Linked DNA regions of Mus musculus: all the other regions are linked to region 1. A link is a contact called in public promoter capture Hi-C data. All regions are on one chromosome and are shown on one strand. The core of a region is the stretch at or near the end of the contact, and the rest is flanking DNA. Distances in the headings are between cores, read along the strand shown. Region 1 holds the start of Tfb1m (transcription factor B1, mitochondrial). Region 2 has its middle 14 kb from the start of Gm34507. Region 3 has its middle 39 kb from the start of Gm34507.

Region 1 (3,455 bases), core at 575-3,074:
TCTAATATAATTTATCTGAACTGCACGCTGTCCTTGTCTATTGTTTAATTTGTACAATGTCATAAAGAAAAGCAAATGGCTGGAGAGGACCTCGAACCAAGGTGGGGATTCTAAAACCAAATCATTGTTTGGTTACCAGTTACCAACTGGTCTCTCGGAGGGCATCAGAGTCATTTATTAAACCAGGGAATTCTGAACTCAGTTTGAAAATGGAAAGCAGCAACAGGTGGGGCAGTGGTTTCATTCTTAAACTTTGCAGGAACGCTTAAGTGCAACCAGACATAGACGAGGTGTCAACCCCCTAAGTCTGGTTCAACCCTGCTCCACCTGAGTTCTCTAGGACAAGCACCTTTATTTGCTTTCACTCTGGTTCCCCCTCCCCCCACCCCACCCCCCACCCTCACAAAGACTGAATAGAGAACCTAAGAATCTGGAACTTACTCCAGGGACACACATGAGAACATAGATAACAAATTGAATGGCTGGTGATGTAATTCAATTAACTGATAAGAGTGCTTGCCTAGCATGTGTGAAGCCCTGGGTTACACAGTCAGCAATCAGTAACTGAGCATGGTGGCATATGCTTTTCATTTCGGTTCTTGGGAGAAGGCAGGAGGGCCAGACACTCAATAACACCTGCCATGTAGTGAGCTTGAGGCCAGCCTTAGACATAGGAGACTGCATTTCAGCAGAGAATGGTGCTTATATTTAGCATGTGCTTATATTTAGCATGACTGGGAGAGGATGCTAGAACCAAAGAATCTAAAAGTAGGCATCCTAAGGTCCTTGTAGGCCTTTCTATCAAATAAGAGATGAGAAAACTTAAGTGGAGTTAACTGTTTTACCCAAATTCTACGGGTCGAATAAAGGCTCCAAAAACAAGAAATAAAAGTAACTTATGCTTTGTGGTCCATGCAATCAAAATTGATTTTGGGGACGGAGTGTGTGTATGACACACTTACCCTTTTAACTTGAGGGGGTTAACATGCTAAGTACTCCAACAGTCAGCTAGCACCTTTATTTGCAACAGATGGATCTTATTCTCAAGAGGAGAGCATTACTATGACATGGGTGGTAAGTAAACCAACAAACACCTGTGAAAACTCATCAAAACATGGGTGTCAAACTGGTGACCTTCACCCTATATAAGTTTAATCGCATAAAAGTAATTTTTAAAGAAGCCGGAGAATGTCAACTTATTAACTGCAAACTCAGGGCTGTTGTTGGGACGGTGGTCCCAGCATTGGCACAAGGTAGCTGTAGGCGCCGTTTGGTTAGTATGACTTTACAGAGCGAATCTCCAGTCCCTAGAGGGATCCCTAGACTTAAGTGAACGTTTATCCTATTTACTCTCTTGGTTTCGTTTTTGAAAGAGTCCATCTGTTTCTAACTGGCGGCAATCCTCCTGCCTCTGCTCCTCGAGTGCTGAGCTTACAGACGCGCTTTACTGAGCCGGGCTAACGAGAGGCAGGTTGGCGCATCATAAAGCGCGCGGGAAACATCTCCCGCCCGCAAAGCGGTCGACCAGTCGTCGCCCTAGCCCGCGAGGACCGGAGGAGCAGCGCTTGACTGACAGCCGCCCGCCCCAACCCGCTCCATCACCCGGCCGCGCCCACCACGGAGACCCGGGCGAACTGACGACTCAGCCACCTGTCAGCCTCAAGTCCAGGAGGAAATTCTGGGAAAGCTGTTTCACCGCTCGCAGTCCGAACAACTTAATGATCTCCCGAATGGTGGGCAACGGGGGAAGGCGGAAAGTGCCGAGCTTCCCCGAGGCAGCCATGAGAGACCCACATACACAGCCACGCGCAGCGGCTGGAAAGGTGCACGGCGCGCAGGGGGTGGGACCTTGGAGAAGACTGCCCGCCTCTGAGGCCACCTGGTTGGATGGAGAAACCTGCCGGAAATGACGAAACTGACAGGAAGTCTGTATGTACTGGGAGCTCAGGACGCGTCAGGCCGAAAGCGGTGCAGGTTGGGAGAGGAGAGGGGGCGGAGGCTAGGAGGCGTGGTCTTTGTAACCTCTGGGAGGCTCCGCAGGCCTTTGACATTCCAAAGGCTTGACTTTTGATTTGTAGCAGGAAAGATGGTGATTGGTTGCTTGCTGTTTGTAGACTGGTTACCGCCCCACCCCCGTAGGCTAGATACTTTTTATTTCTTCGCGTCCATTACTTCTTTCAGAACTTAGTTCCATAGAGAACTATAGGCTTATTTAAGGTAAGCCTGCTGAAAACCGAGTTTAAGACTTAGACTTTAGAGCAAATGGCTGAATGCCAGCCCGTTAACAGCACCCCAGCTTTAACCAATAGCAAGAGACCAACTGACTCAAGTAAAGCAAAAAGCTAACCGTAACCAACTAAACTGTGTCTCTAGATAATTTCTCTTTTCTTGTCATTGAACAATGTCCATTTTCTGGCCGGAGTTGTTTGAAAGAATTCCAAGGGCTGCCTAATTTTAGAATGGTGAATGAAAGCCATTCTGGGTCTTTAAATATGCTGTAATTTTGTCTCTTGAGCTAAGCACTTTAAACTTCGAGAAGTGTTTTTGATACCACTTGTTACTATTTCATATTCCCTTTTAAATCTCTCAGGTGTAGTCTTGCGAAACAGGACACATATTGCTAACTTCCGATTAAAACAGGATCAAGAAAGCCCTGCGAGGCCACGAATTTCGTAAAGCTGGAAGTTCACAGATTCCAGCTGTAGTCTAGTGCATGCGCGGTGGCTGCTGTTTTTAAGCAATGCCAGCAAGGTCAGCATCAGGACCACTCTTTTAGCCTTTGAAGCTTTTTCTAAAAGCTCATTCATGCTGCAAGCATTGTGGTCTCTCCACTGCTCTCAGAGTGAACCATAAAGGGGTTGCTCTTTTAAAAAGCTCAACTAAAAGAAATGTGTGCCAGGTCTCACAACTGAGTGGTTTGGAATTATTCGCTCACTAATTGTTACCATACAGATTCGGGTAGATTTTATTATTACGTAGTGGTGAAAGTGAGACTTGGGGCGGTTCAGCCACTTTCCCACACTTCAGAGTGGAAACGGAAGGCTTACTCATCAGGCAGGGAATCCAATGGAGAAAGGCTATTTGAGGGTTAAAATCCAAGTACCAAGAGAAGACAAATAGGTTCTGTCTTCCTGTGATGTCTGAGAACACAAGAAAGAAATGAAAACTTTTAAAATATTTTTCATAAGTGGGAAGATTTTTACTTTTTTCCGTCTGATTTCACTTGGTTATAAGTGAATTACACATCGTTTATGGTTCTGGTAGTTTAAAAAAAAAAAAAAAAAAAAAGCTAATGTAAAACCAGACCACTCTGGGCCGTGTGGAGAAGTAAAAAGTCCACATATCCACTTTAGTGGTTGCTAGATCAGCAGAAACCATGGGCTGACTGATGTATCTCTTTTAGAAAGTGAGAATGTGGTGGCAATTCCCCAAAGTGTCATAAAAAAACTTTGATT
Region 2 (3,455 bases), core at 391-2,890, 1.4 Mb after region 1:
CCTTAAAGAGATATTGGAGGTCTCCTGCCAAAGTCATCCTGGATCCTTATGGATGCTGAAGTCTGGACAGAGCCCCCTATGAAATCTCTTTAATCATCTAACATCTTTTAGAAACTCCAGAAAGTGATCAGTGCAATCTCAATTCACTTTAACAAGTACAAACTTGTCAACGCAGAGCGAGGAGAGAGGGACCTGCATATGTCATGTCCTGGAGGCCATTCAGTCATCACAACATCTCCTTTCTCTGCACCACCTCTGATCTCCTCAAGGCCTGGTGGGTGCCCCCCTTGGACCTCTGTGTGCCATGAGATGTTATTGCCATTTGACATCCTTTTCTTTGGCCACAAAGTGACAGCACCTTTGTGGGTCTTATGACCAGTGTATCTCCTGCTTTGCCATATTCAGGAAGGGTCATACATATGCACCGTTAAACAGCCTGTTTCCCCTCCTTGTATCTGTTTGGCCAAACAAGCTCATTAAGTGTTGTATAGCAGTTGTTGTTAGTCTTTGCTCTTTTTCCTATTTTATAGATGAAAGAAAGTCTAGGAAAGAGGAGCTCTGTGCTTTTCACTAGAAATGCATTCAGAAGAGCAGGAGGAGGGCGGGGGTCTGGCTATCAATGGAGCACTCCCTAGACGAAGATGGTTGGAGACATCACTCAGTCACTAAAGGGTCAGCCCCTGGGTAGAGTGCTTGCCTAGTTTTTTGTGAGGCTCTGCATTCAATCCTCAGCATTTCAAAAGGGGGGGGGGCGGGAGCAGCCAGTGGGCAGTAGCTAGACATCAGGCCTGGTGATAGAGAAACTCGTGTTTGGGAGCATAATCCACACCTTAACACTTGGAGGTAGCCAACACCCTCCTCAGCTTAGACAGGCAAAGAGGTTGAAGGTCAGGGGACTGCACTTTGGCTCCCTCGGATAGGAACTAGAGAACTGGAATGTGAACTAAGTACCTTGGTCTTGGGTCTCATTCCAGCCCACGTCTCTCCAGCAGTGCGCCGTGTGCCCTTGGCGGGTGACCAGCTCCAAAGCTTGGTTGTCTCCTTCAGAGCTGCCTCTCTCCTATTTCCTTCACTTTTTAATTTGATTTCATTTATCATTAGTAGTTGGGGGGGGGGCAATGTGTGTACACAGAGTTGTGTGGAGATCAGTGCACAACATTCAAGACTCAGTCCTTCCCTTCTGTGAGTGTGTCCTTGGGGTGGAAGGCAGACATGCGGCTTCTGCAGCAAGCGCTCTTACCTGCGGAGCCGATTTGCTTGCCCTGGGTTCTACTTCTGAAAAAGCAATACCTATAGAAAGTTTCCCAACTAGAATTAAAATACCATCAGCTAAGGATGGACAGAGGCAGTGGAGGTTAAGTGCACCCTCTACTCTCACAGAGGAAGCAGTTTGATTCCCAGCACCCACATGGTGGCTCACGGCCACCTGAAATTCTCATTCTGGAGGCCCTGCTGCCTCTTCTGACCTTGTCTTCTACTGCACATACCTGGTGACACATGCATGCCTTTAGGTAATATACATACATGCAAAATAAAATAATTATTTAAAAAAAAGTATTGTCGATCTACAATCATTCAACCAGGGTGGTGAGTTACGAAATAGAGTTCAGAAATAAACACAAGATGATAAGAGGGAGCTTCCCGGTCAGTAGAGGAAAACCAGAGTGTTCTGGATAGCACAGGGAAAATCCCGGTGAGTGAAACTAGTCATAGGTGCCTAGTGAAGATGCTTGTTATTTCAATAGAGTACATCCCCCCAGTTTCCACCATGGCTGTTAAACTGTTAAGATTCAGGGTAAAGTTCAGAGTTCTGGAATCTTTTTCTTCCCATACTCTCCATCTTACAACATCCCAACGATAAGACCTCACACATATCCTGCAATACTTCCTGATTCCCCAAACGCCTTCCCTACCCCCAGCAGAGCAGGGTAAATATTTGTTCCCACTGTCTGTGCAGGGACTCTGCAGAGGTTAAGTTCCCAGCAGTGATGGCCCTATGAAATAGAGACAAAGGCCTCCTAACCCCTTGGGCAACTACTCAGCTCTAGATTTAATGTCTCCCGACCCCTCCCCATGTTCACACCACACAACGTAGCAATGGAAAACAGGCAGCATACCTGTGATGATCTCATCCCAGCGACTGTTCTCAAGCTATGGGCTTGCAGTGCTTCCCCGGGACACATACTTTACATAATTACACAGCATAGCTTTATTATAATTTCAGACTCTGTTTTTCCACTTTCTGTGCCTTGAGTCGGCAAATTGCTCGTGGTTTTGGACGAATGACTGATCCCTGCCTTTCCTGTCTCCCACTCACTCCTCTTCTGTAAAGCTACCTGTGTAAAGCTCCACCCCTAATCCATTGTTCACAAGTGAACCCCCTTCGCCTGACTACATGTGATCAGTTCCTCATCTCTTTCCCCACAGAGAGAAGTCCTGTCCTGTTGCTTCTCCCTGGCCTTGGGTCACACAGAGTGTACTTAGTTTCCTTTGCCTTTGGGACTTCCCTCTCGGCCAGCAGCTGTTCCATAGCCTCTGCCCCAAGTGCCTGTAGTAGAAGGAGGTGCCTGTTGCCTTCTGTGAGGTCTGGCCTCTCATTCCTATTCAGGACTCACTCCTCGGTAAACCCATGTCTTCCTGATTTAGCTACAGGAAAGTCATTGTGCAAACCATGAATCATTCCCAAGGTGTCCTCCATGGCCAGGGAGAAACTGCCCCTGAAAGCCACCATTATGTAGACAGTGTCACAGGTTCTGCAGGCAATAAGAAGTCATTCTTTCCACTCACCCAAATCAAACAGACGTTCCCATTTGCCCACTGCAGTCTCTTCCCTTACAACACAGATGGATTGAAAAAGAAAATGGGCAATTCCACATGTAAAAAAAAAAAAAAGAAAGAAACTTAAGTAGGAGTATCTAAGGAGTGTTAGGAATGCTAAAGTGTTAGAGAAAGAAGGGCAAGGAGAAAGAAGAGCAAACAATGGGTTACAGGGACGAGCGAGCATGATGGCATATACCCATATGTTGTGGTTCATCTGCACCTATGTACTCAAATGCTAAAGTCTGTACCCCAAATTTGGTTGCCCCAAGATGAGCAGCAGCTTTTATTGTACAAACCTTGCTTTGCAAATTAATTGATCAATAAAAGGCCAAGCCCTGTGATTGTGCAGTAGAGAGAAAAAAGCAAGACTTGAGTATCAAGTGAGGAGTCTCAGGAGAAAACGAGAAGAGAAGAGAAGAGAAGAGAAGAGAAGAGAAGAGAAGAGAAGAGAAGAGAAGAGAAGAGAAGAGAAGAGAAGAGAAGAGAAGAGAAGAGAAGAGAAGAGAATGGAGGAGGAGGCCTCCATGAGAGGAGGTGGACCATGAGCACACGGCCAGGAGAAACAGCAAGTGACAGGGGACATATGGCTGGGATGTAAGTTAGACAAGCTCAAACCCTGCCCAATCTAGGCTTAC
Region 3 (3,455 bases), core at 298-2,797, 1.3 Mb after region 1:
AGCCAACTAGTTTAAACTCTTATCAACCCTGTAGAGTGAAGGTATACCCAATTGTCTAGTCAGCCTTATTTAGCAGATGTCAAAGCAAAAGGAATACAGAAATAAGGTTCATAAGTGAGCAAAATCCCTATTAGAAAATTAAACTTATGAGGTAAGGCTATGAACTCAATGTCTTTTAATTGCACTAAGATTGAACATCTAGGATGAGCCAATTCAGCCAATGACAAGGGAGGAGAGCTCACAGGGGTAGAGCCTCCTGCTCACAGGAGGGTATTCTCAAGTTTCTCTGTGAAGCTTGTCGGTTCTCTCCTTGTGGACGCCAACTTATCCCTCTGGTCTGAATCCAGATTCCCCACCCTGCCTTGGACTCGTTTCCTTTCTGTTTAGCAGAGATAGACGTGGTTTGTGAGGGTTTTTTTTTTCTTTCCTGCTTCTTTCCTGTTCACATTCACCCCACTTCTTTCCTCTCCCCTCTTCCCCTCATGTATGATAAAGAGCTGTCGCTCTACTTTTTCTAAAACCAGCCCCTTCTATCCAGCTTCTCTGCAGGCTGGCCTCTGCTTGGAAACCTGCACTACCCTCTCCTCTTAATGAACACAATAAATAAATAAATCTAAAACTGTGGCAGGAGAGTAAAGTGGAGAGAGAAGAATTAATATTGGCATAGGAAACAAGCCAGTTGGCAGAAACACTGGAAACCGCAGCCGCCAAGGCCAACCTGGAACAGAGCATGCGCCAAGGCCAACCTATAACAGAGCATGCGCCAAGGCCAACCTGGAACAGAGTATGCACAGGAATGCACACACTTGGAAATGACCCAAAAACCTGTGGTACTGCAATAGAAAAACCCCAATCATTTATATAGTCTTTGCTATTGAAAGTCTAACCTTTCCTGACTGGGTAGCCCTTCTCCTTGCCTCCAAAGGCTTTATTAACTAATTCTCTCTGTGTCTACCACTATCCACATGCGGCAGCTCCGAGTCCTTATTGAAGGGCATAGAACCTGGAAGTGCCAACAAGAGCCTTCCAGTTCCCGATATCTTCCTAGCATACAGCCTTCCTTCTGCCCATGCCACTCCCTGTTGCAAAGTTTACAAAACTCCCTGACTCACAGGAGTTGCCCCGGGTGTCACTCGCCTAGATTCCCCGGCGCTTTCCCCTGGATGTTAACTGCGGGTGTATAAGGTACTGAAATTGTTCCCACCCAGTTTGTTTGAAGGATACCACCCTAGTACCTCCTAATCTGTACCCTGACGACCCAAGCCGTCAGCTACCAGCTCAGCCTGTGCCCACCACCCACACTTTTGAACATTGTACGCATCTGCCCCAGAAACTTCTTTCTGGCAGGGATCCTGGATAACACCAGAGCTAAGGCAAACTTAATGTCTGAAGATTTCTTAACCTAACTGGTTCTGGCTTTAGGGCTGGCCATGAAAAATCTGGCAGGCCACTTCTAAGGCAGGAATGAAGACTCGGGATAACCCGCTAAGGGACAGTCCCAGCTCGTACTTTCTGTTGCTGACCTGACTCATACACCTGCCAACTTCCTGCTGCTCTGGTCCCTGTGCCCAGTATGTGAAGCGTTACTGCAAAGGCCACCAGCCACTTCTGCGGTTGTTCATGTCACCAAGGCTAAAGTCAATGAGAGACAAGATTGATGGCTTGTCCTTGAAAGTGTAACTCATCACCACAGTTTCTGGTGTGCCCCAAATTTTCTGTGTCTAGCTTTCTCCCCAACTCCTAGCGCTTCTAACTTAAAACCAGTACAAAGGAACTAGACTTCCACAGACTTTATGCCAGCTTTCACACTACCCTCTGGTCTAGTTGCTGCCTGAAATCCTATTTGCATGCCCCAGCCAGTGGCCTGGCTTCTCTGATCCAACCTGCCTGGATCCATACTGGTAAGGGCAGGAGACTCTAGGGGACATTAAAACTGGCACTAGCTTATGTAGAATTAGATATGGTTAGGTTTCCAGGCATCAATGTCCTGTCACTGACAGTAAAGAGAGGCCATTAGTAACCTGTGGTACACAATAGCAAACATATTCACTAAACTATCACTTACAAGACAAGGCTTTGGGTGTCCACATGGTGGTTGCTACAATACATGCGGTCAAAATAAGAAGTGTGTGATGCAGTTGCTTGCCTTAAAGAATTTAGCAAAAGAAAAAGATTCATTGAGGGCTTTTAGTTCACAGCTTTACTAGCTAAGAGACCAGAAAGCTCCTCAGACCATCCCAGAGGAAGACTTATCTCCTAGAATCAAAGCTTCTAAGATCCAACCCTAAGTCCAACCCAAAAATGCAATGCATGCAAGAGCCCTGAGTAGCACCCAGGTCAGAGCTTCCGGCCCATGGATGTAGCCCTTTCTTCCTGTCTGTTTCTCTCTGAGCTCTTCCCACAGAAAAGCCACCTGAAGGGTCACTGCTAGAGAGTCGCCTTGTGGAGACTGCCGTTTCTCCCCCAACCCCATTCACCAGTCACCATCGTCCAGTCACTGGCAAGTGTCAGGCGCTACAGTGTAGAGGACGGCCTTGAGGGCATTACATGCATACCAAAGAACCCAGAAGATGCTGTGAATGTCTGTCAAAAGTTTCCTAGGAAAGATGAATGGGAATTGGATCAGGTTAGAGAGTCGGGCTCATCTGTTAGTGTGGGTGCACAGTAAATTATGTATAGGTATGATGAGCAGACCCTAGATGCCATGTTAACCTGAATGGTTGGAGGGTCTCTTGAAGTTTATACAGTTGAGTTTCGACATTACTTTACTCATTGCTACACCTGACCCTGTTGGAGGGTACAATCATGGTGGAGAAGCATGGTGGCTGGATTGAAAGGTGGCTGGTCACACTGAGCATCCACAGTGAGGAATTCACAGAGAGGTCACCATCTCGCTCAGCGCTCAGCTAACTCTCATCGTTACCGGGTCTGTGACCCCAGCCCACATAGCGGAGGCACCCACATTTAGGATGGCTTTTTTTTTCTCCATCTCAATTGACTCAATCTAGAATCTCTCTCAAGAAGTGTCCAGAGGCTTAACTACTAAGTGATTCTAGATTTTGCCAAGCTGACAATCAGTATACAACACCTCAGTTTCCTGAATCAGGATCAGGATGGCTTCTATTGACTGATGTTGGGTGTCAGAACTTCCTTGAAGAAAGTCTAAAGGGTAAGCAGAGATTTGGGAAGGATGACCATGCAGTGGCCTCAAGATGTAAACCTTCCCTGCCTCGTTCTTAGTATGCCTGGTAGGAGGCCACAGACAACTCTTCTAGCAGGAGATGAGCAATGGACAATGGAAGGAACCCAGGACATCATATACCATGGCTCTTCTCTGTGGGCCATGGAAGCAGATGACCTCTGTCAGCACACTGGACCACCAAGTTCATTAGGGTGGGAATGTACGGAGAAGGGTCACAGTCACAGAAACTAGGTTGGCATCTTGACTGACATGG

What was found. Promoter capture Hi-C pulls out the DNA fragments that hold promoters and counts their contacts.
Region 2: a contact with region 1 is called in a promoter capture Hi-C map of liver, with 2.6 times the contacts expected there. The contact joins the enhancer-like site here to the promoter of Tfb1m in region 1. A contact is called at or near these places in 7 of 39 promoter capture datasets (the 3T3-L1 cell line, the C10 cell line, embryonic stem cells and 3 more) and 4 of 115 datasets of contacts at active chromatin or transcription factors (embryonic forebrain, embryonic limb bud, embryonic stem cells and 1 more).
Region 3: a contact with region 1 is called in a promoter capture Hi-C map of liver, with 2.8 times the contacts expected there. The contact joins the enhancer-like site here to the promoter of Tfb1m in region 1. A contact is called at or near these places in 5 of 39 promoter capture datasets (the C10 cell line, embryonic stem cells, liver and 2 more) and 2 of 115 datasets of contacts at active chromatin or transcription factors (astrocytes and embryonic stem cells).

Annotation. Positions count from the first base shown.
Region 1 is chr17:3,555,931-3,559,385 of GRCm38.p6, forward strand. Tfb1m (transcription factor B1, mitochondrial) reads right to left here and starts at 1,825. Exons shown (of 7, transcript NM_146074.3): 1 at 1,651-1,825. The coding sequence starts at 1,783. It overlaps 1700102H20Rik (RIKEN cDNA 1700102H20 gene), which reads left to right and starts at 1,894. Exons shown (of 2, transcript NR_045303.1): 1 at 1,894-1,974.
Region 2 is chr17:4,920,386-4,923,840 of GRCm38.p6, forward strand. No RefSeq gene overlaps it. Among named protein-coding and RNA genes, the nearest start is that of Gm34507, 14 kb to the left of the region's middle. Within about 2 kb of position 1,641, at least 23 of the 459 cell types and tissues checked have an H3K27ac peak or open chromatin away from gene starts, as enhancers often do. A contact at or near this core is called in liver, where this site is marked.
Region 3 is chr17:4,867,519-4,870,973 of GRCm38.p6, forward strand. No RefSeq gene overlaps it. Among named protein-coding and RNA genes, the nearest start is that of Gm34507, 39 kb to the right of the region's middle. Within about 2 kb of position 1,548, at least 51 of the 459 cell types and tissues checked have an H3K27ac peak or open chromatin away from gene starts, as enhancers often do. A contact at or near this core is called in liver, where this site is marked.